Linked DNA regions of Pan troglodytes: region 1 is linked to region 2. A link is a contact called in public Hi-C data. All regions are on one chromosome and are shown on one strand. The core of a region is the stretch at or near the end of the contact, and the rest is flanking DNA. Distances in the headings are between cores, read along the strand shown. Region 1 holds the start of LOC104002728 (putative uncharacterized protein encoded by LINC00304). Region 2 holds the start of GALNS (galactosamine (N-acetyl)-6-sulfatase).

Region 1 (5,267 bases), core at 1,478-3,977, 320 kb after region 2:
CTCTCTCGGGGCCCTTCTAGCCCTGACCAAGGAGTGGGGGCTTTGTTCCCTCGGGCGTCCTGTCCCTGGGGACTGGCCACACACACACCACACACTGCCCTCCCACCTGGACTCTGTCCCAGCGGCACCAGGGTCAGGAGCAGGAGCCTCAGGACCCACGCAGCACCAGGCACAGCACGGAGTGAGGCAGTGGGCGGTGTGGCAAGCGCTGTGGGCACCACTAACCTGGAGGAGCCACGGCTCCCGGACCCTCGTGTCAGAGCTGCCGGCCTCCTTTGCTGGGAGGCTGAGAGGAGGTCCTGGTGCAGAACAGCAGCTTGTTGCCGGCCACGGTGAGAAGGTGGTGAGTGCGCCGGCCACTGAGTTAACCATCAGTAACAGGAGGCGTGTGCAGACAGGTGTGGACCACAGGTATGTATGTCTCACGCCTGCATATGTCACATGTATGTAAGTCACATGCCTGCATACACCACAGGTATGTATGTCTCATGCCTGCATATGTCACATGTATGTGTATCTCACACGCCTGCATACACCACAGGTATGTATGTCACACGCCTGCATATGTCACATGTATGTGTATATCACACGCCTGCATATGTCACATGTATGTGTATATCACACGCCTGCATATGTCACATGTATGTGTGTCTCACACGCCTGCATACACCACAGGGATGTATGTCTCATGCCTGCATATGTCACATGTATGTGTGTCTCACACGCCTGCATACACCACAGGGATGTCTCACGCCTGCATATGTCACATGTATGTGTATCTCACACGCCTGCATACACCACAGGTATGTCACACGCCTGCATATGTCACATGTATGTGTGTCTCACACGCCTGCATACACCACAGGGATGTATGTCTCACGCCTGCATATGTCACATGTATGTCTCACACGCCTGCATACACCACAGGTATGTATGTCACACGCCTGCATATGTCACATGTATGTGTATCTCACACACCTGCATATGTCACATGTGTGTCTCACACGCCTGCATACACCACAGGGATGTCTCACGCCTGCATATGTCACATGTATGTGTCTCACACGCCTGCATAAGTCACATGTATGTGTGTCACACGCCTGCATACACCACAGGTATGTATCACACCTGCATGTCACATGTATGTGTATCTCACACGCCTGCATGTCACATGTATATCTCACATGCCTGCATATGTCACATGTATGTGTATCTCACACGCCTGCATACACCACAGGTATGTATGTCACACGCCTGCATATGTCACATGTATGTCTCACACGTCTGCATAAGTCACATATATGTGTCTCACACGCCTGCATACACCACAGGTATGTATGTCTCAACGCCTGCATATGTCACATGTATGTGTATCTCACACGCCTGCATATGTCACATGTATGTGTATCTCACACGCCTGCATATGTCACACGTATGTGTGTCTCACACGCCTGCATACACCACAGGGATGTATGTCTCATGCCTGCATATGTCACATATATGTGTATCTCACACGCCTGCATACACCACAGGTATGTATGTCTCACACACGCCTGCATATATCACATGTATATGTCTCACACATGCCTGCATACACATGTATGTCACACACATCTGCATATATCACGTGTCTCACACGCCTGCATACACATATATGCCTCACACGCCTGCATCTATCGTGTGTGTCTCACACACCTGCATATATCACATGTATGTGTCTCACACAGCTGCATACACCACAGGTATGTGTGTCTCACACACGCCTGCATATATCACATGTATGTGTGTGTCACACACACACCTGCATACATACAGGCACATGGACACCTGTGTGCACACCAGTCCCTCCCTTCCCCGTCACCATCAGGTTCAGCCGGGCCTGTGGTCACTGCTTCCCCGAGGCAGCTGCAATGGGGCCCCGGCTCCCCCTACACGGTGCGTCTGATCAGGTTGGGACTCGCTCAGGTAGCTCTCATCACAAGGTCCTTGTGCACTGTTGCGGCTGCTCTTGGTGGCCCTTCTAGAGCCTTCCTGAGCCAGAGCAGACTCCCGCTCCCCCCAGGCCCCCTGGGAGTCGACTCTGTCCCCTCCTTCCTGGCCGCAGAGCAGGTCGGTGCAGCCGCTTTCCTGCCTGGAAGAGTAAAGTGGACCCTGTGTGAAAACATTGACGACGTGGCAAATGAGCAGCACATTGATCAATACGAATGATCACGCCCCATGTGCATCTCCTCAGCAGCCACAAGAGAGACAAGGTCACTGGAGGATAAACATCCGTGACTGCGCCTCATGATCCATCATGCACGGCGGCCGCAGCGTCCCCTGCCAGCTGCCGGCACAGACAAGAGCACGGGATGGACGACCGCGGTAGCAACGTGGGGCTCATCTGCCTCTCTCTGAGCAGGAAGCCCGTAGGTCCCCACAGGCGGGTGCACGGAAGGGGTGGGTCCTGGGTCCAACAGGCACCCCCTGAGCACCAGCCCCTCTGAGGGTGGGCGGAGGGCGCTGCCGCAGGTCCCCACATACCCAGCGCACGCTCACCCCACACTGGAGGCACCTGCCAGGTTCTGACACCCCTTGAGGTGCCTTCCCAGGGTTCTCACACCCACTGAAAGCAGCGTGCTCAGCCTGCTTTGCACATGAGCCGCTGAGGCAGGCGAGTTGAGGGCGAGGGTGTGAATCACGAGCTTGGGGCCAAAGCCCAAGGTCTTCCCCTCTGGCCGGCAAGCTCAGGCTCACACGGGGAGCCACCAGGCTGGACTGGGTGCAGCTTACAGACGTGGCACGTGCTGTGGGCGTCGGGCCGCGGCTCCTCCATGCAGTACTTACACTGCTGTCTGCAGATCGCACCCAATCAGAAGGGAATGGTCCAGACAGGTGGCCAGGGCCACGGCTTGGCCAGGTAAGGCTGGGAGGGCCGAGGATGCTTGTGCATTGAGCCAGGCAGATCTGGAGAGGCGGAGGGATGGGGACGGAGCGCCATGCAGAGGCCGCTCGGTCCTCAGGAGCTGAGCATCACCCTGGGAGTCTCAAGGAGGGTGTCCCCTGGCCTTAGCGGGCAGCCAGGGCCAGCATGTGGTCTGTGGCAGCCGGTCTCAGAGGTGGCCTGGTTTGCAGTCTTGCTGGATGGAGATCCCCAGCTCCTAGGGCAAGGGCAGGTGGGGTGGGGCCGCCTCGGTCAGCTGATAGGAACTGAACTGAGAAGGCTGTGAGCCACTGAGTCGCCCTAACGGCAGGGTGGTCCTGCGGGCAGTACTGAGCCCGCCCTGCTGGGCACCCCACAGCCCCTGTGGCTCTCCAGCTGCCACTGAGGCTGGACGCCCCATGAGGAGGCTCCCATCTGTGGGTGGCAGAATGACGGCCCTGAAGACCCCCGCTTCCTCACCCGAAGACCCCCCGCTTCCTCACCCGAAGACCCCCCGCTTCCTCACCCAAAGACCCCCCGCTTCCTTACCCAAAGACCCCGGCTTCCTCACCCTGGGACCTGTGAGTTCACACAGCAGCGGGGACCTGCGACTGTGGACGGCGCATCAGCTCCCTCAACAGGGAGGCTGCCCTGGGTGACCCGTGAGGGCACAGGGTACCTCCGTCCTGCTGAGTGGAAGAGGGAGGCCGTGGCGGAGGCGGGCGTGAGGGGGACTGGCCCGCCACTGCTGGCTTCGTGAGGGGCCCCCAGCCAAGGAGAAGCCTCCCGAAGCCGGAAGAGGCGGAAAATGGATTCTCCCAGGAGCCTCTAGAAGGAACCTTGGTGTTGGTGGAATGGGATGTGAGAGGACACGCGGGTGACCTGTCTTGGGTCATGCCAGTTCCCGGTCCCCGCACCAGCCCGCCCTGGGCGGGAAGCCTAAGAGGAATGGAGGGGCCATCGCGGGGCTCTCCTGGAAACTGGCCCCGGGTGCCTCGGTCCCTGCATCAGTGCAGGGTTTCGGTGGCCGCCCTGCTGGCTCCGGGCACTCCCTCCGTCTTCCTGCCACGCGGCTGGTCCTTCCTGGGCTGGGCTGAGTCACCCTCCATGCCCACCCGTCATACCCGGCAAGAGCTGGGGGCATGAAGCCAGGCCCAGGTGGGCTGTGGCGGCATCCAGGTGGAAGGACGTGGAGGACTCGGAGGTGGAGGGGTCTCCAGGGCAGGGCAGGGCCGGTTGCCGGGGGCCATCTGCTGTGTCCAGGTGCCCGGCGCTGCCACTGGCCTTGCCCCAAGGCCCAGCTCTGCCCTTCATCCCCTCAGCACCTCCCCGTACCTTCCTTCCATGAGTCTTAAGCTGTGGCAAGTCCTTAAGCTGGGACGGCCAGCGCCAGCCCTGCCCCCAACAGGTCACTCGGCGGCTCGGAGCCCATGTCCTCCTCGGTGACACAGGAAAATGGTGCAGTTGTGCAAGGGCATGAGAGGGTCCCATGGAAGGCACGTTCCGGAAGGTTCCATCCCATGGAAGCCACGTTCCAGAAGTTTCCATGCTGTGGAAGGCATGTTCCGGAAGTTTCCGTCCCGTGGAAGGCACGTTCTGGAAGGTTCTGTCCGGTGGAAGGCACGTTCCAGAAGGTTCCTAGCCCAGCTCCAAACACAGGCTGCAGGCTCAGCAGAGGGGTCTTCTTCTTGCCCGCAGTCCCTGACCAGTGGGCTCCCCAGGGCCCTGTCGGAGCTGGAATGGGTGGAGCTTGGTGCCTGCAGGCCAGTCAGCACATCTTCAGAATCCATGGTGCTCCCAGGCTGGCCCAGGGCCTTAGGAGCACAGGGTGGGCACAGGACCCCAGGCTCTGCCAGCCAGGCCCTGACCGTCCTGGGCCAGCCGCTGCCCCCGTTCTGCATCGGCCCCTGTGCGATGCGACCTCTCTGGTGGCACCCATCCCAGCTTCATTCCCCTGTGGGCCCTGCTTCAGTCTCCCTGGGACACGTGGGCACGTGTGTGAGTCCGCATCAGCGAGCATGCGTGCAGCGTGTCACATACACATACATACACGTGGGCGCACCTGCACACCCGTGCGTCACAGAGGAGTGAGCCGGACTCACACGTGGTGGCCCTAGCCACACCCTCAGTCCTCTCTAAAGCACCAGCCAGTGCCCACCCAGGCAGCCCCTCATCATAGGCTCACAGGGCACGCCCCCCATTGCCAGTCTGACCAGACACTCACAACCGTTCAGTTACTCTAGCCACGGAGTCATCAGTCTCCTTCATTACCACCTGCCCGCCCTCCTCTGCCACACAGCAAAGCCCATTAAGACAGCAGCAATGCGAGCAGCACGTGGTGCCTTTCATGCATCAGCCGCGTGCC
Region 2 (5,403 bases), core at 907-3,406:
AGGCGTCAGCTGCCAAACGACCCCGCAAGCCACACAGTGGAGGCCACAGAACTGGTGCCCAGGTGGGCGGGGCTTCCCGTCACCCTCCCCCACATGTGCCCTGGTGGCCACACCCCACCCCTCCACCCTGCACGGCCTGAACCCTTGCTGTCCTATGGAAACATAGGGTGAGTCCACATGCAATTCCATATTTACCGGGAGCCACGTTAGAAAAGCAGAAGTAGGTGAAATACAGACTAACTTTATATTTTATTTAACCCAACATAACCAAAATATTATTTCGACAAGTCTTCAACATAAAAAATTATTCATGAGCTGCCCCGCCTCAGCCCTCTGTCCTCTGAGAAAGTCAGGAAAGGCAGAAACTTAACAGGGAGGCTTCACCTGCAGAGCCCAGCTCACCCAGTGAAGCTATGCTGGCCCAGAGGGAGTTACACAATGAAAAGAAGAAATTCTGAAACAAAGTATCTACATGGGCCCAGAGGAACTTCAAAAGTGAAAGGATGAAATTCTGAAGCAAAGTATCTTTAGGAGGGAGATGCCACTCACTCAGTGCAGAGAAAGGCCCAGCTACTGCTGTCAGGACACGGACCCCTGGGCGCTGGAGAGCGTGCTCTGGAAAGCAGTCACCGCACACAAATAAGACATATGAGATGGAAAAGCAGCTGCCCAGGACTGTCGGCTGTCACCCCTGGGTGGGGAAATTATGGGTGCTGTCTGTTACCTTTTCAAGTATATCTTTATGTTAAAAAACCATTAATTTAATAAAATTGTTAAGTGAGATATTTTACATTATTTTTCTTCCACCAAGTCTTCTAAATCTGTGTATTTTACACTACCAGCACCTTCCAATTCCGACAGCCACGACTGCCCAGCCCTTGCGTGTGGCCCGTGGCCCCCACTGGTCAGCACAGGTGGGTCTGAAGGCACCTGTCGGGGTCTCTGCTGGTCGGAGCCAGCACACAGGGGCTGAGCGACACCGACGGCCCAAAACTGTCTGGTACTCGGTGTCGTCCCAGTCCTCACACACAACGTGAGCACAGCGGGACAGGTGTAACCCCCCCAGGTGTGGCAGCTGAGGTTCAAGAATGGAAGTGACCCCCAAGCTTGGAGACAGTAGGGTTTCAACCCAGGTGTGTCTGGGGTCCTGCACGGTGACCCATGCCCCAGGCAGGCTCATTCCTGAGTCTCCAGGTGGCTCCCACAAGGAGTTAGGGAAGGAGGCCTCCAGGCCGGCTGTGACCCCTGACCCCGCACTTGCCCACCAGGAGACATTCCAGCCTTTCAGTTCTTCAGACCTTAGGGACACCTGACCTTCGCTCAGCATTCTCCAGGGGACAGAGACAGCCGTCAGGTAAGACTGGAGCCCAGCGGGGGGACCCGGCGGCCCGAGGTGGCGGGAGTGATTCCTAGGGCGACGCAGCTCTCAGGCAGGGCGGCAGGAGCAGCCTCTTCCTGCCTTTGGGGAGGCCACGCTGCGCGCCCACCTTTCCCAAGAGTAGAGGGCGGGAAAGGTCAGACGGGGGAGGCAGGGCCCGGTAGCACGCCGGCCACCCACCTGCCAGGGAGGACGCTGTCCCGGTCATGCAGCACAGTGGCAGCGCATGTGGTGATCGGTGGCCGCCGAGACCCCACGCCTGGACCCCGCGGCCACTCCCCGAGGGGCCTCCCCCTCCCCGCACGGGGATACCCCCCGTCCCCTTCCCCTCCTCCTCCCCGCGCGGGGCCTCCCCCCTTCCCCAAGGGGCCTCCCCTCACCTCTCCCCCCACCCCGCCCGCCCTTCCCCCACCTCGCTCCTCCCTCCATCCGCCCCTCCCCTCCCCGCCCCCCACCACGACCCCGCCCCACCCCGGCCCTGCCCCGTCCCACCGCCCGCACTCACGTCGTCCATGAGCAGGAGCAGGATGTTGGGGGGCTGCGGGGCGCCCGAGGCCCCCATCCCCGCGGCGCTGAGCACCAGCAACAGCCGCCACCACCTCGTCGCCGCGACAACCGCCGCCATGGCAACCACGGGAGCCGCGGAGCCCCGGCCAGCGAGCCGACCTAGCGAGCGTCCGCCGGCCCTTCCGGCTGGGCTGCGGGGCGGGGCCTGGACGGCCACGTGACTCGCGGGGCGGGGCCAGAGTCCGCGGAGGGACGGGAGGCGGGGCCTGGACTGCCTCGTGACCAGCGGGGCGGGGCCTGAGCCAGCTGCGTGCGGATGGGGCGGGGCTGGGGAGGCCGCGTGACCAGCGGCGGGTCAAGTGACGCGGTGCCTGGCGCCGAGCCTCCCAAGATGGCGGTGTGCATCGCGGTGATTGCCAAGGAGGTGCGTACGCGCGGCGTGGGGCGTCCGGGCTCGCACCATCCTCGGCTCTCCGCTTTCTTCTTCTTCCCTGGGCCTAGAAGGCACCTTAGGAAATGGGATCTGGAGGAGGCCTTCGCCGAGCTCCAGCGGTCAGGGGCTTCGCGGTGGACGAGCCGCCAGGCAGACCCTGACTGAGACCCCAGTTCCGCGCTCGCCCGTCCCGCTGCTGAACGCACCCCTCGGCGCACCAGGTCTCCTCCCCGCCAGGACCCACCAGAAACCTAGGTGGTCCCGGGCACTACCTCCGTCCTCAGCAGGTTCTGCCCGTTCTCCCGTCCAGCGCTGGTTCCCCGCGGACGGCGACCCCGGCCCTCCTGCCAGTCTCCCCGGAGCCGAGTTAAAAACAAATCGGATCCTGTCACGCCTCTGCCTGAGACCTCTGCAGTGGCTTCTCGTTGCCTTAGGATGCTGTCTGAATAATCTGCTCTGGGATCCTTTCCCCCCATAACCCTTGGCACCCTCCGCTCCAACCAAACAATTCTGCAGCTCCCTGGACATGCTCTGCCCTCTCACCTCTGGGCCTTTGCACGCGGAACACCTCTCCCCAGCTCCCATCCTCTTTACTGGCCCACATACATTTCAACTGGAAAGCATTTTCTGAAGGCTAAGACTGAGCTGGGTGGCTGCCCACACGCTCCTGCTGCACGGAGCCTTCATTTCCTAGCCAGGGTCTCCCGAGACCAGACTCGAGACCGCTCCCTGCTGGGCGGTGGCTGCTGCTAAGCTGCTCATGGGCTTCTCTCTTGGCCAAGATGATCATTTGCTTGTTTGTGGGTTTATTGACTAGGTATCACTCCCCACGAGGGTAGCGAGGACTCTTGTTCACTGTATTTCTGCAGGACCCAGTGCTGAACAGACACAGGGTAAATGGTGGTGTGTGAAAGACCGAGAAAGAAGCTGTTAATTCTGGGCTTCCAATGATCAGAAATGCAGAGATGAAGGGAATTTGAGCTGAGTCTTGAAGGGTTTAGTAAAAGGGTCACTGTCAAGGTGAAGAAAAGCCAGTATTTAGGGTGCTGTATTTGGGTGAGCCATGCAGAGTTAGAGGTGGGCTGAGGCAGAGTGGCCTCCAGGAGAAGGTGAGAGGCCTGCCCAGGTGCCAGGCTTGATCGGCAGGCTGTGCTCAGGCCCATTTTTCTGATTCATTTTTTCTTTTCTGCCCACCCTACTGCTGCTGCTTTGCAAACGACACATAAATCTCCTTAGGTTAGTTGGGATCCCCTGAAGGCCGTGCCCACTGCGGCATGGAGAATGAAGCGATGGGCCTTAGAGCATGGGAATGCGTTCCCCGGGGGGCTGCAGGTCACGGCTCTGCAGCATAGTTGAGAGCTGGTGTGCGCTGGGTGGAGTCTTGTCCTTTCAGTCGCCGTCATGCTTTCTTGCAGAATTACCCCCTCTACATTCGCAGCACCCCTACGGAGAACGAGCTGAAGTTCCACTACATGGTGCACACATCTCTGGACGTGGTGGATGAGAAGATCTCCGCAATGGGGAAGGCCCTGGTCGACCAGAGGGAGCTGTACCTGGGCCTGCTCTACCCCACGGAGGACTACAAGGTGTATCTTTCAGGGCAGGGTGTGTGTCAGGGAGGACCTACAGTTGCAAGATGTACTTTAGGATCAGATAACTTGAAACCTTTTAGAAGAAAAATAAAGAGGTGAGAGTTTTTAGCCAGCCAGGGAATTAGGGTAGCCTGAGGTGAATGAAGGCCTGTAACTCTTCTCTTTCATTGGAAGAGCCATTTGGTAAAAGCAAGGCTAGAATTCCCCGTAGAATGTTTTGGTTTGCACATGTCCGTTGTCTGGTTTGCAGAGGAACTGGGACACTTCTGCTTTGTACCTGCAAGGATTTCTTTCTGTGCTTTTCAGGGGGAGCCACCACCTTTGAGCAGCGGATAATAGTTTCATTTATTTCATTAGGCCTTGCCTCGTATGTCACTAGACACTCGTCTAGTCCCTTGGGACAAATCACTTGAGGCCATGGAGTTCGAAGACCTTCTCAAAAGTCATAATGTAGCCTGTCCATGGTGACATTTGCTAGTAGCCACTATTTTACAAAATAATGTGGCCTCTAGAGAGGGGATCCGCCTTGTTCACGAAGCCTCTGGTTTTGCAGTTAACTTTCCGGGCCAGGCATTGATTCATAAAGAGGGTGAGGTGTTCCAGACAGACAGACTCAGAGTCTAGGTGGTTCGGCTCCTGGAGTGTGAACTGGGTAAGGCTTGGCTGCCTGCTCTTTGCTTCTCCTGCAAACACCAGACGTCGCCCTAGCAAAGTATTTAGGCTTGTACCCAGCACGGCCACTGCAGGACCAGCCCAGCCTGGGCATTTCCTGTGATTCAAGGTTGCCACATTTCTCCAAAGTGAGGGCCCACAGAGGGCCCTCCACCGGCAGTCCCTGTGTTACGAGTGCCTTCCCTAACCAGCTGTGCAGGTACGGCTACGTCACCAACTCCAAGGTGAAGTTTGTCATGGTGGTAGATTCCTCCAACACAGCCCTTCGAGACAACGAAATTCGCAGCGTAAGTCAGGGAGTTAGAAGGCCATGTCCAAGTGGGTGTTTTGTTTTTCCTTTTTGACTTTGTTTTGAAATGCTGAGAAACTCAAAATCTGGCAGTGGCTGTGTGTATGTCGCAAGGTCATGGTTTGCTGGGTCTTTTTCAGATGTTCCGGAAGCTACACAACTCCTACACAGATGTGATGTGCAACCCCTTCTACAACCCGGGGGACCGCATCCAGTCCAGGTGGGCCCTACTTTCTGTGTCTGCATGCAGTCCAGGTGGGCCTTACTTTCTGTGTCTTGCCACCTTCTTTCTGTAGGACATGCCTTGCCATTTTGGTTGCCAAAATGCAACCATTTGGAAAATAAGGGAGGAAAGATCTTTTTAAGCTATGAGCGCCATCCCCCTAGGGCAGAGGTTTTAAAGCCACAAAGCCCTGTTTCTCCACACCAACTCTTACACAGATCTCCAGCGCATAAAGTGGATAGAGTGTGTGGGGAGTGGAGCTTGCCCATTTGGCTTCCCAGGTGTGCCCAGTGGGTACCTGGGGCACCT

What was found. Hi-C and Micro-C count contacts between places; a contact is called where the count stands out from the background.
Region 1: a contact with region 2 is called in a Hi-C map of stem cell-derived neural progenitor cells, with 1.9 times the contacts expected there. The contact joins the promoter of LOC104002728 here to the promoter of GALNS in region 2. A contact is called at or near these places in 1 of 7 Hi-C or Micro-C datasets (stem cell-derived neural progenitor cells) and 1 of 1 datasets of contacts at active chromatin or transcription factors (stem cell-derived excitatory neurons).

What each region holds. Positions count from the first base shown.
Region 1 is chr18:87,356,750-87,362,016 of NHGRI_mPanTro3-v2.0_pri, forward strand. LOC104002728 (putative uncharacterized protein encoded by LINC00304) reads left to right here and starts at 2,728. Exons shown (of 2, transcript XM_009431434.5): 1 at 2,728-2,899; 2 at 3,234-3,688. The coding sequence starts at 2,814. The coding sequence ends at 3,561.
Region 2 is chr18:87,035,963-87,041,365 of NHGRI_mPanTro3-v2.0_pri, forward strand. It overlaps GALNS (galactosamine (N-acetyl)-6-sulfatase), which reads right to left and starts at 2,157. Exons shown (of 14, transcript XM_024349994.2): 1 at 1,884-2,157. The coding sequence starts at 2,003. TRAPPC2L (trafficking protein particle complex subunit 2L) reads left to right here and starts at 2,142. Exons shown (of 5, transcript XM_054669593.1): 1 at 2,142-2,309; 2 at 3,734-3,906; 3 at 4,782-4,869; 4 at 5,012-5,091. The coding sequence starts at 2,202.